2 separate regions of the Gossypium hirsutum genome follow, and region 2 is linked to region 1. A link is a contact called in public Hi-C data. All regions are on one chromosome and are shown on one strand. Each heading gives the region's core, a stretch centred on a gene start, on an enhancer-like site or on the middle of the called end of the contact. The rest is flanking DNA. Distances are from core to core; before and after follow the strand shown. Region 1 has its middle 15 kb from the start of LOC107946298. Region 2 has its middle 38 kb from the start of LOC107947587.

Region 1 (5,296 bases), core at 1,702-4,201:
CCCTGATGATTCAAAACTTATCCTAGCCTCATTGGAGATATTCCACATATAGATTATCATGCTATTTATTTGGGAAGATTGATTGTAATTGATATAACATGTTAGAAAGGCTCGGTTATTTAAAAATTGAGGAAACTTGTATAGGTGATCTATTGATCTAAAAGCACTTATTTTTGTTCAAAGATGAACATTTTCTATGAGACGATTGAATGCAAAATCAAGTATGTTACTTGGTTATTATTTTAAGTTGAAAACTTAGTGGAGAGTTGTCTAGATTTTAAGTGCAAAAGTGAGGAGTCTAATCTAGTGAGCATTAGATGTTGTAATTAGTTGTTATACAAGTTGTTAAGATAGTAGATTATCTCTCTGAGAAAGCTCCATAAACGTAAGAAAATTAAACTGTGTAAACATATTGAGTATCTATATCACAAGCATCTAAATTAGATGGTACTACACATAAGTACCGGTTTTTCCAATTTACTTGCAAATAGTTTCCCGTAATATATACATATATAAGGGACTTGTTTAAGATCATTGGTATTAGGTTATATTGAGATAATTATATTCCATTTTTGCTCTTTTTTTTCTTAAGATTTGTATTGTGAAAGATAATTTAATGAATATAAGAGCCTTCGTAAATTTAATTTTTGACATACATTGTTGATGTAAAAGGGGACGAGGGTTATCTTTTTTATTTTTCGACTCATAAAACAAAATAAGTAAAAATAATATTCATTGACCCATTCAAACATTAATGATTATTATACTAATAAAGAGCAATTACGGTAACAAAAGTTCTACCTTTAAACTTCAAATTAAATTAATCCTATCTACAACAAATGAATAGAACTATAATTTAAACTTTTTAAGTATAAATCATTATCCCTATCAATAAACTAGCATTAATTCAGAGAATTATTTTAAAATGCCAAATTATTAAATCTTAAATCTCAAAGTATATCTATATTACTAATATTAAAATTAATTTTTTCCATTTTAAGTATGCAAACCCATTAATTTAGATAATGATGATTGAAATAATTAAATCATTATTTATAAGTAAAAAAACAATTATTATTTAGTTAACCATTTATAGTGCTTAGAATATTTGTATTATAATGTAATGTATAATGTATTATTAAAATTTAATAATATCCATAAAGTTTTTTTTTTGTTGCTATATTAACAAAATTAAACAACAATTTTAAAATATAAAATAATGTTTTAAATTTGATTTCAAATATTTTAATTAAATAAAATAAAATTCACCCACTAGTTTGTATTTATACTGTAAGCTTGTAATATTGAGTAGAGTATATCTATCCCTGGAGTGAATTAGTTTCACCAACCAATCGAAATAATTTAAACACACACCAAAATACTATGAATTAAAGTCTCATTTATTTATTGGCATAAGATTCATAAAGTATTACGATATATATTTAATAACTAATTTTCAAAGTCATTAAAAATAAATAATAAAATATTATAAAATATATGTAAGATGTTATACACTGCACTGCATCCCTGCTGTGTATCATCCATATAAAATAGTTGTTTTCACAGTTAGAGGGTGTAAGGGAGTGGAGAAGTTGAAAAACGGCGGAGCACATTTGAAACAGTGTTTAGAAGTTGGGATGGATAGCTTTGTGTGGTGTAGCCAGGCAGCAGTTAAAAAGGAACTGCAATTAATATGGAGATGGTGAAACTGGAATGAATACCCACAAGAATGAATGTACAATTTTTCATTAAAACAGGGAAACATGTGAATTGGGTTTCATGCATGTGAGCTGATGGCGACACCTGGGTTTCTAAGGACACATGGCGCCCACTCCTCCATTGCCCTTGCCTCGCCTCTCTTACTTTTTACTGTCTCTCTGCTCGGATTCAAGCATTTAAGAGAGAGAGACATGTTTTGACAAGCACTGGGAATATGACCTCTACCCACCACCCCCACTATTTCTTTTTTTATTTTAATTCCTTCTTCTGTGTAATGGAGTGTTTAAGTTTTATTAATTAAACAAATCTAATTAATCCATCACTGTTCTTATTCTGACAGTAGAGTTCCAGAAAATCCTGCTAATTCTCCTTAACTTGTATTACAAAAGTTAACTTATTTATTATTCCTACCTAATTTTTTTTAAACTAATTGATAAATTAAAAATTAAAGTATTAAAAGATAAGCAATAATTAAAATTTTAAATTATAAAATATATTATTTATAATTGATTACCAAATAGAATTTGAGTGTTTGATAAATAAAAATTTTAAATTATAAAAATTTGCATCCTTAATTTTTAAATATTTCACTTTATTCTAGATAAAATTAAATTTTAAACATCATTTTTTATGAAATAATAAAATGTAAAAACAAATAAATTAAAATTGAATTAATTAAAAGATTTTACTTATTTACATATCATGTTCCACACTTTTTTATAGAAAAAAATCTATCAAAATTATTTGTTATTTTGAATTATCAAAGGTATGTAAAAATAAATTATTGAAAAATACTAATTTTGAAGTGTTTTAATTTTTTTATTCTAAATCACTAACAAGAGATTTGTTTTTAATTTCAAGTTTATGGTTGACTTCATGTTCATGCTCAAGATCTAGTCTTTAGGCAACCTTTTTCTTTATATATAATAGAAAACCTATTAAACCAATCAACTGAAGTCAGTTTTCTGTCAAAAAAAAAACTGAAGTCAGTTTCAGTTCAATTAATTTTTAATGTATTTTTTAAAAATCAAAACGACCTTCCGTCAGAGTCTAAAAGCACAAAGGAAAGTAGAAACCAAACCTGAACAAATCAAATGATTCATGGTGTCACTTTTAAGCAGGAATTTTCTGTTCTTTTGGGGGGTAAATTTTAACCACTTAACCTACAAATAATGACAGCAAGTAAAAGAGACGGTTGGAGGTCACGGGCAGCCAAATTTTCTCCATCAATCATCATTTTCATCAAAGCCGTAAAAAGATTCTCTTAACATGAAAGAGAAAGAGAGAGAAAAAGGAGATGGGGATGGACGCAGCAACAAATATCTTTAAAACGGAATTTTAAGCGAAATTACATTCCAACTAACAATTTTTCCATGTTTTTCCCATTCCCAAACCCCCTCTTTTAGTATCATTGATTGATGGACTCACTCATTTTACCTCCTCCATGCAACCCATTTATAGATTCTGGACCATTGCTTACCTAAAACCATGTCTTTATATCTACCATTAATTTTCGAAGGTGGGCGTTACTTATCCAATATTAAAAATTAATCCAAAATTTGAGAGGATTTCTCTTTTATTTTAGTATTCAAAAACATGTGTACCTTCGAATCTCGACTTCTTAATCATTATTAAAGTATTTAACATTTCGTATCAACAGTACCTTAGAAATAACATTTTATCTTTTATTTACCTTAAAATATATCATGTGAACAAAGGAGACATGAATTACCTCGGTAGAGATAGGTAGTACGGTCCAATGGTGATGGCAATTGTTATTTGGTAGGGTAGGCCGTAGACGAGAAGTAATTGTAGGGCGCCCCACCCTGGAGTGGCCCCTGCATCTTTTCTCCGCCTCCAGCCCTCCACATGGGGGGGCTGCTCTCCATCCCTATCCCACAAATATTCCCTCCCTCGTGCCTTGTATTACAAACCTTATGCCTACCATATACTACATGCCAATTACAAGATTTAAAAAAAGCAGAATTTGCAATTTGAACTAAAAATAGTTTACGCATGAAATTTTATCACGTGGTATGTTTGAGTCAATCAATAGAGAAGTGTTCGTTCTTGTGAAAATATATTCCTGCCCTCAAACTTTTCCATCATTCAAACATCAGAACGCTAATTAACAGTTCATATCATCTGCATATCCAAATTCCCTAAACTCCGAGGCATCTTCATAGCTTACCAGAAATTTACCAATTTACTAATCTATATTACTCAGATGCTTTATTTTCTCTAAGGTACTCTTCATTCTTCTTAATATGCTCCGTATCTATCCAAGTTATTTATTTTTCCTAAAATACAAATGTTCAATAACTATATTTGACGCATTTGGACATGAGCACAAAATATAATCCTCTGAGCATGAAGAGGGAAATAATACTTTGAAAAGAAAAGAAAAAAAATACTTGAGCCTATCAAACACATACCCGTATCAAATAATCACCTCCAAAAATAACTTAGCTGCCAACTACCAAAATTTGTTCATACCGATGTAAATCCACCTCCACCAAGTAAAAGGGTTCTAAGATAATAATAATATTGGTACTCTTTACTATATCAAATGTAAGATCACAAATCAATTAGTTTCTCTTTAAGGAGAAGATGGAGCCATTCAGGAGGTGGGGTTTTGATACTTCTATCTGAAAGGCACCGAAAAGTCACCATCTCTCCTGCTAATAATTTTCTCATAAATATTCTTCTATGTTGGTGTTGGCTAATTAATACCCATGTAAGGCATGCCCTAAAAATTTTAAAGGTTGATTTTCCCCTCAAATGATCCTAAATCTAATAGATCAAGACAATTTTCTCTTCATCTACGAACTGATACAACAATGGGTCTTATGTGTACAAAGAATAAGCAAAAGTAAAGAAAACAAAAATCTATCACATACTAGTTTAGTTCTAGTTCATCAGTAGTGATGTCAGTATTTGTCCCATCGTTTTCTCAGATGTGTCACCTTCGTTCTCTATATCAATACCTGACTCTAGCACTGCAGCATCCAGAGTCAACTTCCTTTTTGCAATCTCATAAACATTCTCATCAACAGTACCTTTAGTAACCAGCCTGCAAATGATACGAAACTATGTTAATTTTGCATCTACAACTTCACAATGCATTGATGAGCCAAGAAGAAGAAATAAAAAATGGGAAAAGAAGGGTATTTCTGAGCACCTGTATATAGTAACTGGCCTAATTTGGCCAATTCGATGGCAACGATCTTCAGCCTGCCGGTCAATCTGTGGATTAAAATCCATGTCATGGATAATTACAGTATCAGCTCCTGTCAAGTTCAAACCCTGCCCTCCAGCTCTCGTGGACAACAAGCACGCAAATATTGAAGTGTCATTATTGAAATCATCAACTATAGTCTGCCTATCAGTCACCTGAGTACTGCTCAAAGTAAGAAATATTCAATGCACAGATAATGTTAGAGAATGTATAGGAAAAAGAAACTGGAACACCATGTTTATCTGCCCGTAAAAAATGCCTGCACTAGTTAAGCCTCATAGTAGAAAACTGGAACCAGCAATTTAAAAGAAAACAACAAAACTTTTATCCCATAAAGGA
Region 2 (5,296 bases), core at 1,548-4,047, 120 kb before region 1:
GTCGGATTAAATTCTGGTCAAGTTTATGCACATTATTAATTGACAAAGTCCAACCTATACCTAAATATGAACTTCAAATTTTATTGAAACTTGTTCATATTTGTAAATAGTTAATCTACACTCATTTAGGCTCATTCATATTTTTTTATTTTTAAAGTATTACTTATTATATTTTTAATATTTATATTCTAGTATAATATATTTAATTCTTTATTTGCTATAAATTATATATATAAACTAAATGAAAAGTAACATAGTACAAACTTGAAAGCTAGTCAGACCATGTCGGACTTGTTTGAAGCGGTGACAATTTGATCATAGAAGGGAAAAATGTATGACCTTTTTATATAAGAGAGGTTCTTTTTTGGGTACAAATTTTGAAAATATAGGGCACTGTGTCCATGGAAATCAGACCTGTGTCAGTTTTGATTTTGCAATGTATAAGTCGAAGGCTAGAAGTCTTCCAGCTTCAAAATTCAAGCACAACTTCGACTTAGTTAATATTCTACATAGTTTGAGATAGGCCCATGGCGAGCTTTGGAAAAGAAGACATTATAGAAATATGAGTCAAGGTAGAGATTTGTGGAGTATGTCTTGCATTTCAGTCAAATTTAGGTACAAATAGAGAACAACGTCGTGATGAGAAGCCATGTGACATCATAACGACGAAAACAGAGGAGAAGTAGAAACGATGTCGCGACAATACGACAGGGGACATCGCGACGTGGAAACGTGGCATGCAATTTTCTCGATTTTCTTCTTCCAATTAAATTATGATTATTTGTCTTAGTCGAACTCTGATTAGTGCAGATTATTTTAATATTATTTGACCTACGAATTTAGTCTATAAATAGATACTTTTCTACCCTAGAAAGATTTAACCCATTACACATTTAGGTATTAGCTTTTAAGGAATTTTGTGTTTAAGTTTGGAGGGTTCTTATTTTCGGGTTTAGTTTTTATCTCCACCTTTCTACTCTTCGTTTTTGCCATTATAGTGAATTTATCTTTACTTGTGGTTTTTTATCCTCTTCGGAGGGATTTTTTCACGTAAAATATTTGTATTCAATCTTTTCAATTTCTTTGTTATTTTACTTGTTCGTTACTTAATCGGGTTTATCCCCAACAGTAAGGCTTACACGTTTTAATTGAAATTAATTATTTAATGGTGAAATTTACTCGTAATTTGATTGTAGTTACGCCGACAACAAATGTGACATTGTGTAACTCAAACCTGACGATCGAGTCGGATATCGATTTGTCACATTAATGGTGCTTGTTGACACTAAATAAATAAATTAAATTAAATTATTTTAAAATTAATAAAAAAATAAATTTAAAAAATTTCATAAAAGATATTTTTCAATAAAAATTCGATTCAAAGCAATGAAATTTTAAGATAAATATGTATATATTAAAATCGAATGGTATTGTTATTCCCGTCTTAGAATTTTAGAGGGGAGCCATGGAGGTGGCTCATCGTTTTTAGGCCTTGAATATATCAATGTAAGATGAAGGAATCGAGTAAAGGCCCATTGGACCCATCAGTGATTTTTCTAGGTTTAGCAATGGATGAAGTTTCTTTTGGAAGCTGCACTTGTTCAAGTTCTGGTCCTTTTCTTATTCCCCTTTCTTCAATTTTCTGTCTCTCCTTGATTTGGTGGTTTTAGACTTTTGATATAATGGTCATAAACATGTTTCATTGAAGAACATTATGGGTTTGTTTCCAGTTCTAGTGAAAATGTTGTATTGAAATTAATGTTCTGGAAATGTTGTCACTGGTTTAAAGTGATAAATGTAATATATTGATACAGAATCCAAGTTTATGTACTATACAACACAATACTCTTACTACTAAATCTAATGTATTAAGGATTAATATATGATACGCTATTAGTAAATAAGTCTCATGCACCGTTACTTAATAATTATAAGATAACACATCATTAATGGTGTAAAATAAAAAATATTGAAAGGCTTAACATTAACTTTATTTAAACATAATTAAATATAATTTATACTTCTTCTTTTTTTACTTTAAGTTTTAGATTTTGGATTTTGAATTTTCATTTTTGATTTTGGGTGCTTTTGTATTTATTTATGTTTAACAATTATAATTAATATTTATTTTTAACCAAATAAATTTATATTTGTTTTTAAAACCCTCACTATTTTTTGTTGTATACTAGTGATGGTATGATGGTTAAGAGTGTTCACCGCCTCAAGTGTAGTATGAATTTGAGTTGCGGTTGTCAAATGTTTTTTGATGTTTTTGAATAAAGCTAATATGATACACATATATCTAATATTTATAGAAATTTCACCTCAATCAAACGAGATATTTTTCAATAACATCTTTCAATGGATTATGTACTAAATATTTCACACTACATAAAATATTGAAAAAAAATAGTCGTATATTACAAGTCAAAAGATGCAAAACAAGTCTCAGTTGCTAAGATCAGCGACTTGTTGCACTAACAATAAGTATTAAGTTGTGGTAATTGAATTTAGCATGTGTGTAAAGATTCAAATGTAATTTTCTTTAAGTTACTTTTATCACAAAACAACAAGTGAGAAGAATTTCTAAATAAAATCTGACATTATTTTGCTTATTATTCAATTTGTTCTTGTGTGAGAACGTAGTTTCCTTTACGCAGGAGGAAAGTTGCATGGCAGTGGTGGATGGATGCTTCCTGGTGCGTGCATGAAAGCATGGGACATACATAACACAACCTTTTTCTAACTATTGTCATCATTGTTCCAAACCTTGTCTTGGTTTGACATTTAAGTACATCAATGGCTTTATTTGAGCTTTCCAAGAAGCTTCCTTTCCCTTTATTTCCCACGGTTTCTGAGTATATGATATATATTTGTCATTGTCACGTAAAAGCTCACTGTTTTAAGGGTTCTCCTATGATGGGGCCTCTTCTTTCGGCCTTGGGACTAGGTAAATCGTTTGGTAGGGTTTTGAAATTAATTAAGCAATTTAAATTGAAATTAACACTAAAAAGGCAAATCTAAGAGATGGAAAAGGATCTTCTTCCCCAAAGGAGTTCATTGGAATTAAAATGGATTTTGATTCCACCTCCATCTATTCGGTTAGCCCTTGAATTTGTACCTGAGGTTAGAGCTCAAGTTTGAATAACTAGAGCTATAAATATGAGATTTAATTACAAAATTCGAAGTGAATTCAGGTAAAGTTCTTCCAACAATGAGGACTCCAAAATTTAAATTAATTATTTAATTATAAATATATATGGGTGGAGAGCGGAATTATGCAACAAATATATTTATAAAAAATTAATATAAAAATAAATGTAGTTTTAATTGGAAAATTTATTTCTCTAACTTTTTAATATAAAAGATGTAAAAGGACAAAAACACCCTAAAATAGTTTATTTCACTTTGTAAAATAATGATATTTTAGTCATTACCTAATTGAATTTGTGTCACAAGTTGGTGCTCAATTGATTTGTGACATTAACTCGATTGATAACTTAATATATAATTCCATACACACTTAGGTCATATGTTATTTGAACTCTATAATTTTTTAAATTAGTCATATGTTGAACAGCAACATAAATTAGTATTTGTCTTAATCAGGCTAAACAAAATGCCATCAGAAGTTATAAGCGTTAAAAACAAGTAAGGATGTGGAAAGGACCACAAGACAAAGGAATAAAAATAAGAAGAAAAACAAAACATCTCCAATATTCATATTTTTTTGTATAGTTGCTCAATCAAATTATATGCCCAAACTTAATTCAGTTCATCCATGGATGGCATCTAATAAATATTCTGATTTGCGTCTCCACATTATTTTGCAATATCTTTCCTTATCCACAAACTGCAACCTCAACTGTTGTATTAAATCATGTCTTCGTCTTGCAAATTAGTTAGCGAAAGTTTTAAGATTAATAAATTGAAATTTTTAGTTATCATCCTTTTTTATTTATTTATTATATTTTTACCTTAATTTAGACACATGGCAATATGAGAAGCAATTTAGAAGGCATCTATGAATGGTCTTCTATTTTGTACCATTTGTAGTGATCACCCGGTTGGTCAATAACCTGCCACCCGCATACCTCTCATCATTTGCATACCTCATGCCACCCAAATGAGGGATATCCGTTTTCAGCCACTTGATACAGATTGTCCATAAGAACCACCAAAGGACCATTGGCACATAACTATTTATATAATTAATATTTTAATGATTCCACTGTTATATTTTACGATCTATTCATGTAGATCATGCATATCCAATTTAATATAAATTTAAAACTTCTAACTATTTGTTTTATGTAAAAAAAATTAATCGTTGAATATATATTAACATATAGAGTATTTTAGATCGATATGATATATATATCAAATTAGTTCGAAAGTTTACTGACAATTACAATTATATCAATAAATTCAATAATTGAATCATTAAAACTACTATGATATGTATCCCTCGTTATAAAGTTTATATGTTTGGAGATTCAGACCTAAATTCATATTACATCAATTGATTGCATGTTTACTCCAATTTGGAGAAATTTAAAGGGTGTGGTTTTACGGCGCTTAATGGGCTTTTGCCTTGGATGCTCTTTTCATAGTTCAAGCTTCCATAAAAGAAGGTCCAATTTGGTTTTAATTTTGAAAATATTACTTCTTCTTTTTTCTGATTAAAGTTTTAATATTGAAAATATTCACATGTTGTATTGAGTTAAAAAATAGTACATTTATCTCATTATATTAGGCTCTACAGAAATAAAGAAATCGAACTACATAAATAATTATCGTATGTTTTATTTTTCTGTTACTTATCATAATATCATCCGAAATGCCCACTTTCACTATCTATATTAAATCACCACTTACACACCCTATTTTTCTTAAGTATGGAATGTAGGTTCCAACATTCTGTATTATATTGTTTGTATGTTGTTGATTTACGAATTTATAAACTGGAAATGTTTTTTAACTTAATATTGTATATATTGTAAATTGGAATGATTTCAACGTAATTATGATGCACAATAATTTTGTTGCTTGTTTATTGAAGTAGTGTCAATTTTATGTATGATTAGTTGTATAATAAGACTTACGTGTAGTTATGAAATTGTAATTACGATTCATTTTGGATTTGTAATACAAAATCTATAGTTTATTTTGTAAACATATACTAAATATTTAGACAATTTACTTCAGTAGCTAATCCCGTAAAAGAATCAAAGTGAGCGTTTTATTGAAATATTGCGAAGGATTATTATATCGTCTACAGTTCCAAATGGGGAGA

Evidence for each region. Hi-C and Micro-C count contacts between places; a contact is called where the count stands out from the background.
Region 2: a contact with region 1 is called in a Hi-C map of leaf, with 2.1 times the contacts expected there. The contact joins two enhancer-like sites. A contact is called at or near these places in 2 of 34 Hi-C or Micro-C datasets (hypocotyl and leaf).

The regions. Positions count from the first base shown.
Region 1 is chrD12:48,926,631-48,931,926 of Gossypium_hirsutum_v2.1, reverse strand. It overlaps the pseudogene LOC107946300. Among protein-coding and RNA genes, the nearest start is that of LOC107946298, 15 kb to the right of the region's middle. Within about 2 kb of position 2,951, at least 8 of the 9 cell types and tissues checked have an H3K27ac peak or open chromatin away from gene starts, as enhancers often do. A contact at or near this core is called in hypocotyl and leaf, where this site is marked.
Region 2 is chrD12:49,047,617-49,052,912 of Gossypium_hirsutum_v2.1, reverse strand. No RefSeq gene overlaps it. Among protein-coding and RNA genes, the nearest start is that of LOC107947587, 38 kb to the left of the region's middle. Within about 2 kb of position 2,797, at least 3 of the 9 cell types and tissues checked have an H3K27ac peak or open chromatin away from gene starts, as enhancers often do. A contact at or near this core is called in hypocotyl and leaf, where this site is marked.